Linked DNA regions of Mus musculus: regions 2, 3 and 4 are each linked to region 1. A link is a contact called in public ChIA-PET, Micro-C and promoter capture Hi-C data. All regions are on one chromosome and are shown on one strand. Each heading gives the region's core, a stretch centred on a gene start, on an enhancer-like site or on the middle of the called end of the contact. The rest is flanking DNA. Distances are from core to core; before and after follow the strand shown.

Evidence for each region. Hi-C and Micro-C count contacts between places; a contact is called where the count stands out from the background. ChIA-PET counts read pairs in DNA pulled down with a chosen protein or histone mark. Capture Hi-C pulls out chosen DNA fragments and counts their contacts.
Region 2: a Micro-C map of the HL-1 cell line shows a contact between it and region 1, with 2.1 times the contacts expected there. The contact joins the enhancer-like site here to the promoter of Evi5 in region 1. A contact is called at or near these places in 3 of 484 Hi-C or Micro-C datasets (the HL-1 cell line, double positive thymocytes and myocytes), 4 of 115 datasets of contacts at active chromatin or transcription factors (bone marrow-derived macrophages, craniofacial prominence, effector CD8 T cells and 1 more) and 2 of 9 other capture datasets (liver and pancreatic islet).
Region 3: a contact with region 1 is called in an RNA polymerase II ChIA-PET map of effector CD8 T cells, with 31 read pairs. The contact joins the enhancer-like site here to the promoter of Evi5 in region 1. A contact is called at or near these places in 1 of 484 Hi-C or Micro-C datasets (nephron progenitors), 2 of 115 datasets of contacts at active chromatin or transcription factors (effector CD8 T cells and memory CD8 T cells) and 2 of 9 other capture datasets (liver and pancreatic islet).
Region 4: a contact with region 1 is called in a promoter capture Hi-C map of pancreatic islet. The contact joins the promoter of Mtf2 here to the promoter of Evi5 in region 1. A contact is called at or near these places in 1 of 15 datasets of contacts at CTCF or cohesin (the NIH/3T3 cell line), 1 of 484 Hi-C or Micro-C datasets (uterus), 4 of 115 datasets of contacts at active chromatin or transcription factors (bone marrow-derived macrophages, embryonic stem cells and memory CD8 T cells) and 4 of 9 other capture datasets (adipose tissue, liver, macrophages and 1 more).

The regions. Positions count from the first base shown.
Region 1 is chr5:107,867,651-107,870,863 of GRCm38.p6, forward strand. Evi5 (ecotropic viral integration site 5) reads right to left here and starts at 1,398. Exons shown (of 20, transcript NM_001378824.1): 1 at 1,141-1,398.
Region 2 is chr5:107,686,456-107,689,669 of GRCm38.p6, forward strand. No RefSeq gene overlaps it. Among named protein-coding and RNA genes, the nearest start is that of 4930428O21Rik, 15 kb to the right of the region's middle. RefSeq lists an enhancer at 307-2,534. Within about 2 kb of position 1,681, at least 218 of the 459 cell types and tissues checked have an H3K27ac peak or open chromatin away from gene starts, as enhancers often do. A contact at or near this core is called in the HL-1 cell line, bone marrow-derived macrophages, craniofacial prominence and 4 more, where this site is marked.
Region 3 is chr5:107,648,699-107,652,404 of GRCm38.p6, forward strand. The region is part of intron 11 of Rpap2 (RNA polymerase II associated protein 2); the gene reads left to right. Among named protein-coding and RNA genes, the nearest start is that of A930041C12Rik, 17 kb to the left of the region's middle. Within about 2 kb of position 1,898, at least 39 of the 459 cell types and tissues checked have an H3K27ac peak or open chromatin away from gene starts, as enhancers often do. A contact at or near this core is called in effector CD8 T cells and memory CD8 T cells, where this site is marked.
Region 4 is chr5:108,064,400-108,067,659 of GRCm38.p6, forward strand. Mtf2 (metal response element binding transcription factor 2) reads left to right here and starts at 1,275. Exons shown (of 15, transcript NM_013827.3): 1 at 1,275-1,566. The coding sequence starts at 1,562.

The DNA.
Region 1 (3,213 bases), core at 148-2,647:
ATTTTTAAACTCATTCACCAGGCAAAATAAAGTCACACACTGATAAAGTACCACCATCCAAATCGCAGCATTTTTTGAAGATGGTAAGCATCGTAAGTATGGAATAACTAGAGTTCTCAACCGTCTTGAGAAGGCCCAACAGAACCTAATGCCAGAAATTTTTAAAAAATAATCAACCAGAAATAGTGGCAATATACTGCAAGGAGGTCGACGGCAGGAGTACGGGGACAGCCTGGGCTACATAGCAAAACTCTGACCCAGAAAGAAAACCAAACAAAAAAAAAACAGCAATTCCACTCCTCCGAGGTATATATCCCAACCTAGTAATTTGTTGGTTTGTGTTGGTTCACTTAAAAATCATTACCTGAAAACTTAAAATTGTGATCTTTCTACTCCAGATAGGCTTGAATAAATTTTCTAAGATTTCCTTGACACAAACTTCTCATAGAAGGTGAGCATTTTCTATCTTACAGGAAGCAAAGTTCTGGAACACTGAGAAATTATTACTAATAAAATTTAAAACACACACACCAAAAAAAAAAAAAAAAAAAAAAACACCGCGCAAAGATTAAAAACTACCAACAGACCATGTTTCTCTAACTTCAGGAAGCTCTGGAATTCATTCTCTCGGCGGAGAAAGGTTTATTATTCTCCAAAGAAAACCGCTTGTTGCTCTTCAAAATCCCCTCCAGCAGAAACGGGACTGCGAGGGAACCGGTCCAGAACTTTTGCTTCGCTCTTTGGTGAAAAGACCTAAGGTCGGAGTCACCAGCGCAGGCGCCACCACCGCAAGCCAACCCACCGGAAACCCGCGGTTAATCTCAGGCTAGCCCCGTTAGGCGATGGGCAACCGGGTGCACAGGAGCTCCGTGCGCCGTCGCTCTGCACACCTGGCTCGCCCATCACCTGCCGGCAGCCGCCGCAGGCCGAATGGAGACGCCAACTTTCCGAGCAGGGCGCGGCGGACCGCCGTGTCCTCGAGGACGGGCCCCGAGGCCGCCCGGGCCAGGCGAGAGCGGGGAACGCAGGCCCCGGCGGGCTCGCGCCGCAAACTCGGCGGCGGCCCGGGTGGGCGGCGCGGCCCTCGGCGGCGCCCGCGCCCTCCCTCGCCGCAGCCCGGCCTGGCGCGGCGCCCCTCACCTTGGAAACCTGGGGTGGACTCCGCCGTCAACATGAACTTCCCATGCAGCCGGCGGCCGTGCCGCCGCCGCCTCCAAGCGCCTCGGCCCGGCTCGGCCTCCGCGGCCGCGTTCCCCGCGTGACCCGGCGCACGCCTCCTGCTCAGGAACCCGGAGCTGCCCGCGACCCTCCACCGTACCGCCGACGACTCGGGAGAACCCCGCGCAGCCCCACGCCCGCCAGCTCCGCCCGGCTCTGGTCGGGCCGCTTCACGAAAGCCCAGGGCGCAGGCGCGGCGAGGGCCTTAAAGAGCCCCGGCCGGCCTCTACGGCATAATGGGTTCGAGCAGGTTAGGGCCCCGGCCGCGCTGGCGAAGCCGAAGCAGAAGCCGAAGGGATTGGACCGAGAGGAACGGAGGCGGGGAGATCCCTCTCGGTCCTCCGCCCCTCTTCCCAAGCGCCCAGCCCTCGGCCATGCAAACTGCTGACTTCCCAGTCTCTCGAGCCGCCCCTGGCCAGTCAGGGAAGCACAAGACACGCCCCCTCGGAGCCCCCCGGGCGAGCATCCGCGCAGGCCTGGGGCGCGCACAGCGACGCGCAGCTTTGCGAGGGCTGCCCGGAGTCTCACTCCCAAAAACATAATATTAATCAAATGGCACTCGCGGTGGTAAAACAGGTCTTCCACTAATCCTCTAGAATAAACCGTGGGTTTTTTCGGAGTCCGGCAGAGGGTGGGCAATTATCCAACACCAACCAAGAAATTCTTAGAAGGAAATTACTTAGTTTGGGACAAAAACAGCCTATTCATTTGGGTCCTGTCAAAGGAATTGCAGGCAACAAAAAAAAAAAATAATAAAGGCAATATAAATCATTTTTGTTATATACTTGAAAGTGACCAAAAGGATAGTAATTACCATCAAGCAGTCAGAAAAGCTCTAAAATTGTTTACTAATATGATACCACTGGCTTTTACATTTAGATTTGTAAGACCTGTCCAGAAAAAGTTCCACTATCACAAGCACTTCTAGAAAAGACTATTTTTCAACAAGATTAGGATAAGAAATGGGAAGTAAAACCATGTCCTCCACCCAGCTTTGAAATTTTCAAAATAGTCTGAGGCAATTTTTTTTTTTTTTGCATAACTTAGGTCGGGTTATTAATGGCAATGTAACAACTTCATTGTACCAGGCAGTCTTGGCGCATGCCTTTGATCCCTGCACTTGAGTGACAGAAGCAAGCAGATCTCAGAGTTCAGGGCCAACCTGGTCTACAGAGTTTCAGGAGAGCCAAGGCAACACCACCCTGACTCAAAAAACAAACAAAAAACTTCATCATAATTTAATGTATCTACCCCATAGCAAAAGAAAAAAAAGTATAATGTACCTTTCCAATTTATCTGCAAATTCTTTGCTTTTATCTGCTAAAGTTTCCTTGAATCTCTCTCATCTCCTTCATCAGCAACCACCTTAGTTAAAATTACCCTGACCTGCAGATAGTGTAAGGACACTGACCTAGCCTATTTTATCCACATCCCCTCCTACCCTTCTCCAAATCTCAAACCACAAGAAGAATTTTTGTTCAAATACTGTACCATGTGACCTTGTTGCTGTTCAGTATCCCATTCTTTTGGGGAAAAAAAAATTACCCTAACCAAGCCCTCCAGGGCCAGGCACCTTGCCTACCTCTCCAGCTCCCCTCTCTGCTCAGACCATGTTCATCCTCTCCTTTCTCCAGCCACAATGACCCTTTCCTCCCTCACAAGAGTTTTTGCAAACTTCTAATACCTGGGAAGTTTTCCTGGCCTCACCTTCTTACCTGGGCCTTAGTCTCTGGGTCTGAGAAATGCCTCTTGAAAACCCGCCTATGTTAGTCCTGTCAATCCCTTTCCAGGACACTGTAATTATAGGACTCTTGGGAATTTTTTAATCTCTCACTAACATCTGGCCCCATAAGGCCGGGAGCTTTGTCGTTTGAGGTTTGAGGAATTCGAGAATCATAGGTGCCTGATTCAAACGATGACGAATGGCACAAAGGTTACTGACATCACAGGTAAATGTCACACTTTGACATTTAGAGTCAGAACCTAAGAAGAGCG
Region 2 (3,214 bases), core at 431-2,930, 180 kb before region 1:
CAAACCATGACAGCTAGACACCAAGCCCCCAGGATCTGCTTGTCTTTGCCCCCAGAACTGGGATTACAGAACTATGACACTACACCTGGTCTTTAATATGGGTACTGGCAAACTAAACTCCAGGATCCATGTTTATACGGCAAGTTCTCTTCTAACTGAGCCATCTCCCTAAGCTCCCCCAAGTTTCTTACTAAAAATATTCATGACTCTTACATAAAAAACAAAACAAACAAACAAACAAAAAACTTAAAAGAGGTTGATGATGAGATTGGGAGAAATTATTAGCCTTGAGGAAAATATGGCCAGAGCGCTGAGGAAGAATTCAGCTTAGGGAGGGAAAGGACACCCTGAAAATATAAAGAAGTGGGGGGATCTGGAGATGAAGGTCCCAGGTGAGGATGGTGGAAATGGGAACTGGTCACCAGCACAAACCACAGCAGGAAGAGCTGGAAAGGTTTCCAGCAGCTGCTGTGGGGATTCAGGAAGTCAATTAGCAGTAAGAGAAGACAGCAGAGGGGGCTCCAAGGGAGGACCCAGCTACCACGAGGAGTAGGATCTGATCCTGCTGCCAGTAAATGTTTTAGCTGCAGCCAAAAAAGATCTATATGGCCTAGCTAGATCCATCCACTCTGCACAGGTTTAAGGCAAAGCCTGGAGTCTGGATGCCTGGGATTCAATCTGATTTCTAATTTCAGGAGAACTTGTAAAGGTTTTATTTATTGACTTTTGCTAACACTTTTCAAGAATACCCTTCCCTAGGTGGGTGTAGTAGGCACATCGTTAATATTTTACAGGAGCCACGATGAACAAAATGTGAGCATTTAAAATAAGGATGCATCTGACTCTACAGCTGTACAACCCTAATATCATCCATCACACCGTAGTCCCGCCCTCCAACTCAGTGGGGGAGGAAACAAATTAAAGCAACAGATTACAAGCATATCACTGCAGGGCTGAGTGTTTAACATGCTACCACATATTTGGTTTCTGTTCTTTTAAATGCTCACTTGAACTATATGTCCAAAGAATTGTAGGTCTCGAGTAGGCCAAACCAAGGGTTGGAGGTTTCCCATCATGGTCTCCACATGGGCTCCTTTGTTTACACCTAAGCTATCCTGCCACAATAAAGAAATGTATATCTAATATATCCTTGACCTAATCCACCTTTTCCTAGCACCAAAGCCCACTTTGTAACTCTTCCTAAAATGTGCCCACGTGTGTAGGAAAATCCTGACACAATGGAATCTCTTCCCAGGAGGAAGTCTCAGAGGGTACTTCAGACAAACCTGGCCCCTCAAACCAAACCTGTCCCAGGTTCTCCGAAGCCTCCTTACCCTTCCTCCTGACTCCACACGTGACCACGTGTACTTGCCTAGCAGAGGTTGGGGGGGGGGGAGAACAGAAACAATATCTGCTAAAAATAAAACTGAAAATAAACAAAAGTGCAAGCACGAGCTTTACAGGATGGCAACGGGGCATCACGCGCGCCTCACCTCGAAACCAGCCTCGCGGAAGCTGAAGTCCAGCCATGCGCTGCACACACGAAGCTACGAGCGGGCCGCGCTGGGGCTCATGGGGGAAGTGGGCGGGGCGTGGGAGAAGGGGCGGGGCGCTGCAGCAGCTGCGCCGGCCTTGAGTGGAAGCTGGGGACCCGCCCCGCTTCACGCCCGCCTACTTTGCAGCCATCGACCCTGCAAATATTTACCTTGGGATCCGAGAGACTGAAAATATCTAGCCGGAGCCAGATGCGTCGCGTGTCTGTCCCTGAAATATTAGCCAAAGGAGTGATTTAACAAAATCAAATGGCGGGTGGGGCGCCTGCCTGGCGGAGCTGTTGACTTTGCGCCAGCTCTGGTGGAGCAGCCGGTGCTGCGAGTGATTCCGGAGAATGCCAACAGCTGGGAAGCAGGCCAGACCGCGGAGGCAAAGGGTCTGTTTTGGTTTGGGGCGGATCGTTTTACATAAATCAGAGATGTGGATATACACCTTCCTTAGAGGCTCTTAGAAATGCTCTCAAAACAGCCCTGGGGCAGTACACCCGGAGGTGGTTTTGTCTTTCTTGGCTAAAGAAAGAACACTTGCGAACTGACAAGTCTGAGAAATCCAAGTGGGAGCGATGCTCAGGTCCCTTCTGAAAGCCAGCTGCTGGGCTGTCCTGCCAGCGCACTGGCTAGCAGGGTTCACTAGCTCCGTTTACAGTGGACAACCTGCGAGTGAGGGCCATGAGACTCACTACCTTCCAGGGCTGCTTTGTGACAGTGAGTGAGCTTCTCACGGATCGGTTAGTGCCATGGTAGTGTTGAAACAAGCTGTTTGTGAGGGAAGACTTCAAATGCAACTCCACAAACCTTTAGCGAAGAATCCAAAGGGGATCATTTGATGACATCTTCGAACATAAAGAAAATACAAGGCATGAGCAAGAACAAATAACTCCTCCCTGTAAAAATAAATAAATAAAAGATATATCAGGGGTGTGGCCTCAGTGGATGGCGCTACCCTGACACAGGCAGAAACACACTCACAGGAGGCAAGCTGAGCTCCACTCCAGAGAATTCCCCAATCCTAGTTAGTGGTCTTCAGAAAATCGTAATCTGTGTCTAGTCCTCTCCTGTTTAATGGTAAAATTGAAAGCTGACGATTTTATTCGTTAGTGTTAGGGATAAAACCAGGTTCTAGTGCATATCAAATAACCATAAACTCTGACACTGAACTACAAATTCCTCAGCTCCTGGTTGGTTTATTGGGTTTTTCGTTGATGCTTTTTACATTTTAAAAACACTTAGTTATTGTGTATGTATGCATATCAGAAGACAACTTTTAGGAGTCCGTTTTCTCCTTCCGCATTGTGGTTCTGGGAATCAAACTCAGGTCCTTAGGATGAGGAGCAAGCAATGCTGAACCATCTGGCTGACCCCTGTTCGTCTCCTCCCGACCCTTGCTTCTCTGTGTTAACATAAGCCCTGTAATATGAAAACTAGAGTTACCAAAATGGTAACTCCAGCTTCTAAGTCACTTGCTATAAAAATCGCCTATTAGCTCCTGCCTCGCCTTTTCAGCACACAGCCTGTGCAAGACGGCCTCTATTCTGAGGCCACTGGCAACCTCTCACCTGGAATTCCAGGCTCCTGTTAGCTGATCAGCTTTCCAGAAGCCCAAGCAAGAGGCAAAGGAGTTTGAGGTCTATGCCCATCTCCACTCCTAGGAAGCTGGGAAG
Region 3 (3,706 bases), core at 648-3,147, 220 kb before region 1:
ATCTTAGGTCAGGTTATCTAAGATGGAGTTTGAACCCAAAAGATTTGGTCTCAGTAAGGTTGACTGAGCTGTGTGTGACAGGCTGGCTTAGGCTGTGGCACACAGTAGAAGGGTGTGTTAGCATCACTTCATTAGCACATTTACTTTGTAATGGCAGACCCCATGCTTTATTTGAAGAGCATACACAAATGGCCTTTGAAAATCATGAGACCTGCTCGGTTCTTAAAATGAATCAGATGTGTGAGCTGCTGTGGTCTCGTGGTTAGAAGTGCAGACTGTGGGGATGCTTCTGGGGTTATCTGCTCGTCTGTTCCCCACTTACATGACCTTAAGAGAGTCGCTTGGGCCTCATCTTGGAGTTGACACCTGCTGCAACTTCACAGAAAGACCAACAAGTTAGTCTCATTTTAAAAAGAATCTTTTTAGAAAGTCGTAAATCACTGACTTGTGTTTGGGACCGGCTGGGGTCTGCAAGAGAATGGTACATTTCTACAGCCCACTGTGAAGTGGCTGAATGACACTCGGCTCTAACCTCTCTGTGTTTGTTTCCTTGTCGGGTCAGCAAAAGTAGCGTGCAGCAGTTGCCACAGCACATGGCCTAACCTGTGTTATCTTATAGAAAGGAGGAGGCTCTGCAGCATGGTGACTTTCTGGACTTTTAGCCCAGCTGATTGTTGTTTTCTTGTGGGGAGGAAGTCTGATCCACAGGCTAGACAAATGTTTGTGGGCTCCCTCCCTGTTAGCATTAGACTTTCTGTCTCTGTTCAAGAAGCAACACAGTAAAGGGAGTTGAAGGTGCAGGCCAGTGGCACACTTGTAACCCCAGTACTCAGGAGGCAGAGGCAGGCAGATCTCTGAGTTCCAGACCAGCCTGGGCTACATAGAGACTGACCCTGTCTCAAGAAGGAAAAAGAAAAGAAAAAAAAAGTAAGTTTATGTTAAATATGAAACCTAAAATTTGAAATTCCAACTATTTATATTCTGAAGAGCCCTAAATATACAGGCAGGATTCCTTCTGAAAAACATATACCTGATTTCTTTTTCATTTCTGAGGAAGATGTTTTGCATAACATCTGGGGTTTCTGTGAGCCCTCGGCTTTCTGAAGACATGGCATCTTGAGCTTCTGTGTTCTGGGTCACAGGGAGCCAGTGTTTTGTTTCTTTGAGTGTGAGTATAGGGTGATAAGGACAGATATTCCGGTTAGTCCTCTGTCATTTAGTTCTGGAGAGAAGGGTAGATCCTGGCTCAGTTTTTAGAACAAGATAGTCTGGTGCTGAGTCACATTTGAGAACTCTAACTTCTTTAGAGTGCCACAGTTAAACTTGCTTTAGATTTTTACCAGCACCATTCTTAGTGAAGCACTTCAGCCAAGCATCATGCCTGTAACCCAGCATTCACGAGGCCAAGGCAGGAGACTGAGCTTTGTAGTGAGACCCTATCTCATTTTAAATGTAGGTAAACCTATGAAACCTAAGACTTTCTTTGCTTTCATTTGAGTCTGTTCCCATAGACTGTCAGGTATTGTACTTGTTATTTAGGACTTAAAAATAGGGTCTTATCCTGAACCCAGGCTAGCTTAGAACTTGTGGTAGTCCTCATACCCCAGCCTCAAAAATGCTGGGATCACAGATGTGAGCCTCCACTTCAGGCTTCATGTATCTATTTACATTGCTGGCATGATAAGCACAGAATATATAAACATAGTCTGTCTTTATTTTAGGCAGAAAATTCCCTCATACCCCCTCCTTCCTAGCTCTAAGAGAAGATAGGAGGGGCAAGGGATATAGTCACTGTATCTTCATGGCCTTTGTGCCTGGTGAGCAACAGAGTGGATTCCCACCCTGCAGCAGAACTCTGTATGAACCCAGTAATTTCTCAAATCTGATAGGTTAAAGTGTGGCTTTTTGTTTCCTGTCCTTCCTCCACCCATAACCATACTGTGCTTTCTGGTGACATTTACTCTCACAGACCTTGTCACAGCTCTTTCTTCACTTAGATCACTTGTACGTGAGGGAGATGGTTGTCCAGTACCATTTGCAACAGCCCACCTGCTCTCAGAAAACTCCCTAGGAGACAGTGCTCCTGCTTCAGTGTTGAGGGTGGAGTTCTGGGATATCACTGATGCAGGTGCCCTAGATGTTTAAGAAGTGATCATTCAGACCACCGTGATCTACAGTGTTCTAGGAGTTTCCAAGTGGAGGCCCTGGTGCTTTAATGTGGTGCCATGACTGCCGCGGTAGGAATCGGAAAGGAGGAGAGCACTGAAAATCCTAGCCTGCTACTGACTTTCACTGCCGTACAGATGGATAACACAGCATTGAATCTGCTATTTAATTCTAATTGTTCAATAAACCAAAACTTGGACTCTTTATGTGGCTCTCTGTCTGGGGACAGGATGCAAACCCAGACCGCTGGGTCTTCTGAGTCTCAGTGAGCCATTTTCACAGCTCCGAGTCCTTGACTCTAATGTTCTATCAAAGATCCCTCAGTAGTCATGCCCATACTTTGAAGCTCTTCCTAGCACTGCACATAGTTCCTGTTAAGCAGGTGTTAGAACAACAAATGGCCTGTCCTAACCTGACGTGTTCTCTCCGTTTGATGTGTAACATATGTGGAGCAGTGGGCTAAAGGGCGTGTCAGGGGGATGCTGTCTGACACTTGGCTTTGCTTTGTTGTTTGCCACACAGTAAAGAACCAGCTTCAGATGTCCCTGTGTTTTCCCTGGAGTCTCCCTGAGAAGTCTCTTCCTGCTTTTGATTTTATAGGTTAATGAGTTTGCAGTACCTGTTTTCTTCGAAGTGTCACCTGCAGTCCTGCTACTGTCCCCTCTGCCCTCACAGACTTTATGTATTAACTTTTAAAACATTCACTGCTATCCACATTCTCTACCAGTGACTTTAAAGATAGAAAACACATTGTCAAATATCAACTCTGATGTGTTGCTATATCTTAAGAAGTTTTTCAGTTCATTGTTTTCTTTGGTATCCACTATTAGAAGTTTGAAGGTTAAAATAGTTACTTCAGTTCTTTCAATGCGTGATGGGTTTTTTTTTTAATTTTTTATTAGGTATTTTCTTCATTTACATTTCAAATGCTATCCCAAAAGTCCCCCATACCCTTCCCCCCCACCACTCCCCTACCCACTCACTCCCACTTCTTGGCCCTGGGCGTTCCCCTGTACTGGGGCATATAAAGTTTGCAAGACCAAGGGGCCTCTTCCCAATGATGGCCGACTAGGCCATCTTCTGATACATATGCAGCTAGAGACACAAGCTTTGGGGGTACTGGTTAGTTCATATTGTTGTTCTACCTATAGGGTTGCAGACCATGATGGGTTATTTTTAATGAAAAAGATTGAACAGGATAATTTAAACTGAGGGTAGAGCACATACCTGTATTCTTGGGAAGCTGAGGCAGAAAGATCACTTGAGTCCTGGAATCAGAATTAGTCTGGGCAACGTAGCCTATGTCAAAAAGGAGAGAAAATATATACATGGGCCTAGAAAGTCGGTTTAACAAAAGTGGGGTAAGCACTTGATAAGATCCTGCAGGTGTACTTCACAGATAACTTAGAAGTGCTTCCTCTTTGTTCATTCCCTAGTTCAGTCTTTGGGTTTGTTGTAGTTTTGAAGTAGTGACTTTAGACAGTCTCTGTATTCTGAGGCGCTCTGTTTCACTGTGTCCAGAAGCTCAATGGCAGCACAA
Region 4 (3,260 bases), core at 25-2,524, 200 kb after region 1:
GACACAGATTGATATAATGTACTGAATAAAATATACTGTATAATACAAAGCTAGCCATGGTGGCTCAGGCCTTTTAATCCCAGTACTGAGGAGGCAGAGACAGGAAGATCTCTGTGAGCTTGAGGCAAGCCTGGTCTACACAATGAGTTCCAGGACAACCAGAGCTATATAATAGATAGACTCTGTCTTCAAAAAAGAAAAAAAAATGTAGTATAATATGAATATGCCTATTTGCCAGATTTTTCAGAACCTAGGTAAAGGGAACTCTTTTTTGTTTTGTTTTGTTTTGTTTTTCGAGACAGGGTTTCTCTGTATAGCCCTGGCTGTCCTGGAACTCACTCTGTAGACCAGGCTGGCCTTGAATTCAGAAATCTGCCTGCCTCTGCCTCTCAAGTGCTAGGATCAAAGGCGTGCGCCACCACCGCCCAGCTTAAAGGGAACTCTTGAAATATGAGTGAAAGGAATTTAGATCATAAGAGGTATTTCTTCAGAGAGAAAATTCAGTACTGCCTCTGTGACATAATCTGTGATAAAAAGTATATGACTCTGAAAATATTTTCACAAAATAGAAACGTATTACAGGTGTTTCTATAAGTGCTGGGTTGCATTCAAATATAAGTCAAAGATATAAGCATGCATTCCATTTATCAGCTGGGCCTCATATAAAAGCCTGCAATAGTATGAAAGTTGTGTGTTCCTTCAATCAACTGCTTTGCAGGAGGGTATGCTCAAATTTCACTACAATTAGGAAAGGTCACAAAGCAGGTAAACAGGGAAAAAAAAATCTCGTTCATCGTCAGAGGAAAAAAAAGTGAAAATCTCCCATTACAGATTCCAGATAAGTTTGGATTTGGATAGTATTCATTGAACGAAATTTGCCATCCAGGGTCTCCTCCCCACTTAAGGGGATTATAACAGCAGGCCTCTAGGTGAAGGTAAAAGAAAAGTATTTTTTCCAGTTAATAATTTCCTTTCTTCAGAAAGGAAATCACCCCATCAAGATGTACTGAGCAATATCCTATTTCTGAGGGCATTAAAAAAGACCGCACGAAAGACTGGACACGATCTCTCTTTTTAAAAGACCTAGTAAGGCAAGCATCAGCGTCGGGAAGCGCTGCGCTCACTATTGTGTCTGCACCGGCAGCAAGAGGACTTAATTCCACCGCGACGTTAAAGAGTCCCTCTTTGTTCAGCGCTGGTCCGGGACGCAGGGCGCGGTGTTCCTCCGCGCTCGCCGCGCAGGCCCCGCCCCTCTGCGGCTCTGGAGAGCTGCCATTCGGCCCCGGAGTAGCTCCGCGCTCCCAGAATGCACCGCTAGTCCGCGGGAAACCAAAATGGCGAAGGGCTGTTGCGAAGTGGTCTGTGTTTGAGGCCGGTGTGAGCACGCACATTCTCCTTCCTAACCCTCGTCCCCAAGGAACTCGGTGTGTGTGTGCGTGTGCGCAGGGCTCCCGCTGGGGCGGGTGCCCAGGGAGTGCCCGGACTCGCGGGGGAGCGCCCACGGGAACGAGATTGCTTCTATTTTCCTGTATGAAGCGGTTGGCACCACTTAAGTGACCGAATGAGGTGAGAGACCTTGGCCTGGGAACCGACTCTTTGGGAGGAGGTTGGGATGAGGAGAGACGAAAGAAAGGAAGCAAAAGAAAGGGGAAAGATGGAGGCTCCGCTTTGGGCAAGGGAGTCCTGTGTGGGGGTGTTTTTGCATTGATGCATATGTTGAAAGAATGGATCGGGAGGGGTAGTCAGTGAGATGTTGGTAAAAATAGGGACTGGGGGAAGGAGCGGGGCGCCCCGCTCGGGAGTCAGTTGGTGGAATTAGATAAAACGTTGAGACAGGGAAGCTGTGTTTGGAGGGCAGGAAGGAACCTGGGGGCGGGAGACGGTTGGAGGGGCAGGATGAACCTGGTGATGAGGGGGTGGGGAACCGAGGGGAGGAGCCGTCAGAATGCGGGGAGCCTAGTAGAGGGGCTGACTGGCACTTTAAGGGGTGCTAAGGAAAGTAGCAGTTTGGAACCAGAGGGTGCTGGAATTGTGTGGAATTGTGGTAGGGGAATCTAGTGGTGGGCTAGATAGCTAGCGTACGAGGATGAGGAAAATACCCTGGAAAGCAAGCCCTGGAAGCTTAAAGAGAAGAAGTGATAGGTGAATTGATACGGGGAAGAGATAGCTTTTATTTGGAGGCATTTCTTCCGTTCAATTAAAATTTCTTGCCCTGATAATTTGTATTCATCATTACAACTTAGTTACTTACGGCACTAAGGGGTTTAACCAAAATTTTCCAGGATTTCTTAACACATTTCCATAGTGCCAGAACTCTTAACTGTGATTTACAATCTGCAGTCCTTGGTGGTTAATTTTTTCTTTGGCAGAGATGGATTTATTGAGTGGTACGAGAGATTGTGAACAATAGGAAAAGGGGTATGGAATGCTGTTTTATTCTTTAAAACCTTTAACTTTGGTTGAAGATATTACCATGCAACAGTAGTTAGAATTTGAAAACCCAGACAAGCCTGTAATTGACATAGAAAAGTACCTCATGAGATCAAAGTAGAGCTAGAAATATGTTAGTGGTTGGTTGACTCCGTTTTCTCTAGCAGCAAGTACTTTCTCCTTCAAATAGATTCCATGTAATCTTCATAGGAACTTCTGCAGACTGTTTTCAGCCTTTATGTTTTAATTTTTCTTTTGGGAATTTCTTTTTTGGGAGAGAATTGTGGGTAAAAAAACTGATTCTTTTTAGGATGCTGGATAATACTTTAAATGTTTATTTTTTTATTTAATGTATATAAGCACACTATTGCTGTCTTCAGACACATCAGAAGAGGGCATCAGATCCCATTACAGATGGTTGTGAGCCACCATGTGGTTGCTGGGAATTGAACTCAGGACCTCTGGAAGAGCAATCGGCACTCTTAACCACTGAGCCATCTCTCCAGCCCCCTGGACAATGCTTTAAGTGGAGGATTTTTGTTTTTTGTTTTTTTGTTTTTCCTTTTTAAGTTTTGAAGCAGGGTCTCGTTATATAACTCTGGCCAGCCTGGAACTCACTTTGTATTCCAGACTGGCTTGAAAAGACAGATCTGTCTGCACCTGCACACTGAATGCTGATGGAGATCACTACCATGCTCGGCTGTTATTACTTTACTTGAGTTCACATCAGCAACTATCATTGGGTATGCAACTATATTTAAATGTGTACTGTGGAGATTTCTTTTCCTTTTGTTTTCTCCTTTTCTTATTTATTTATTTATTTATTTACT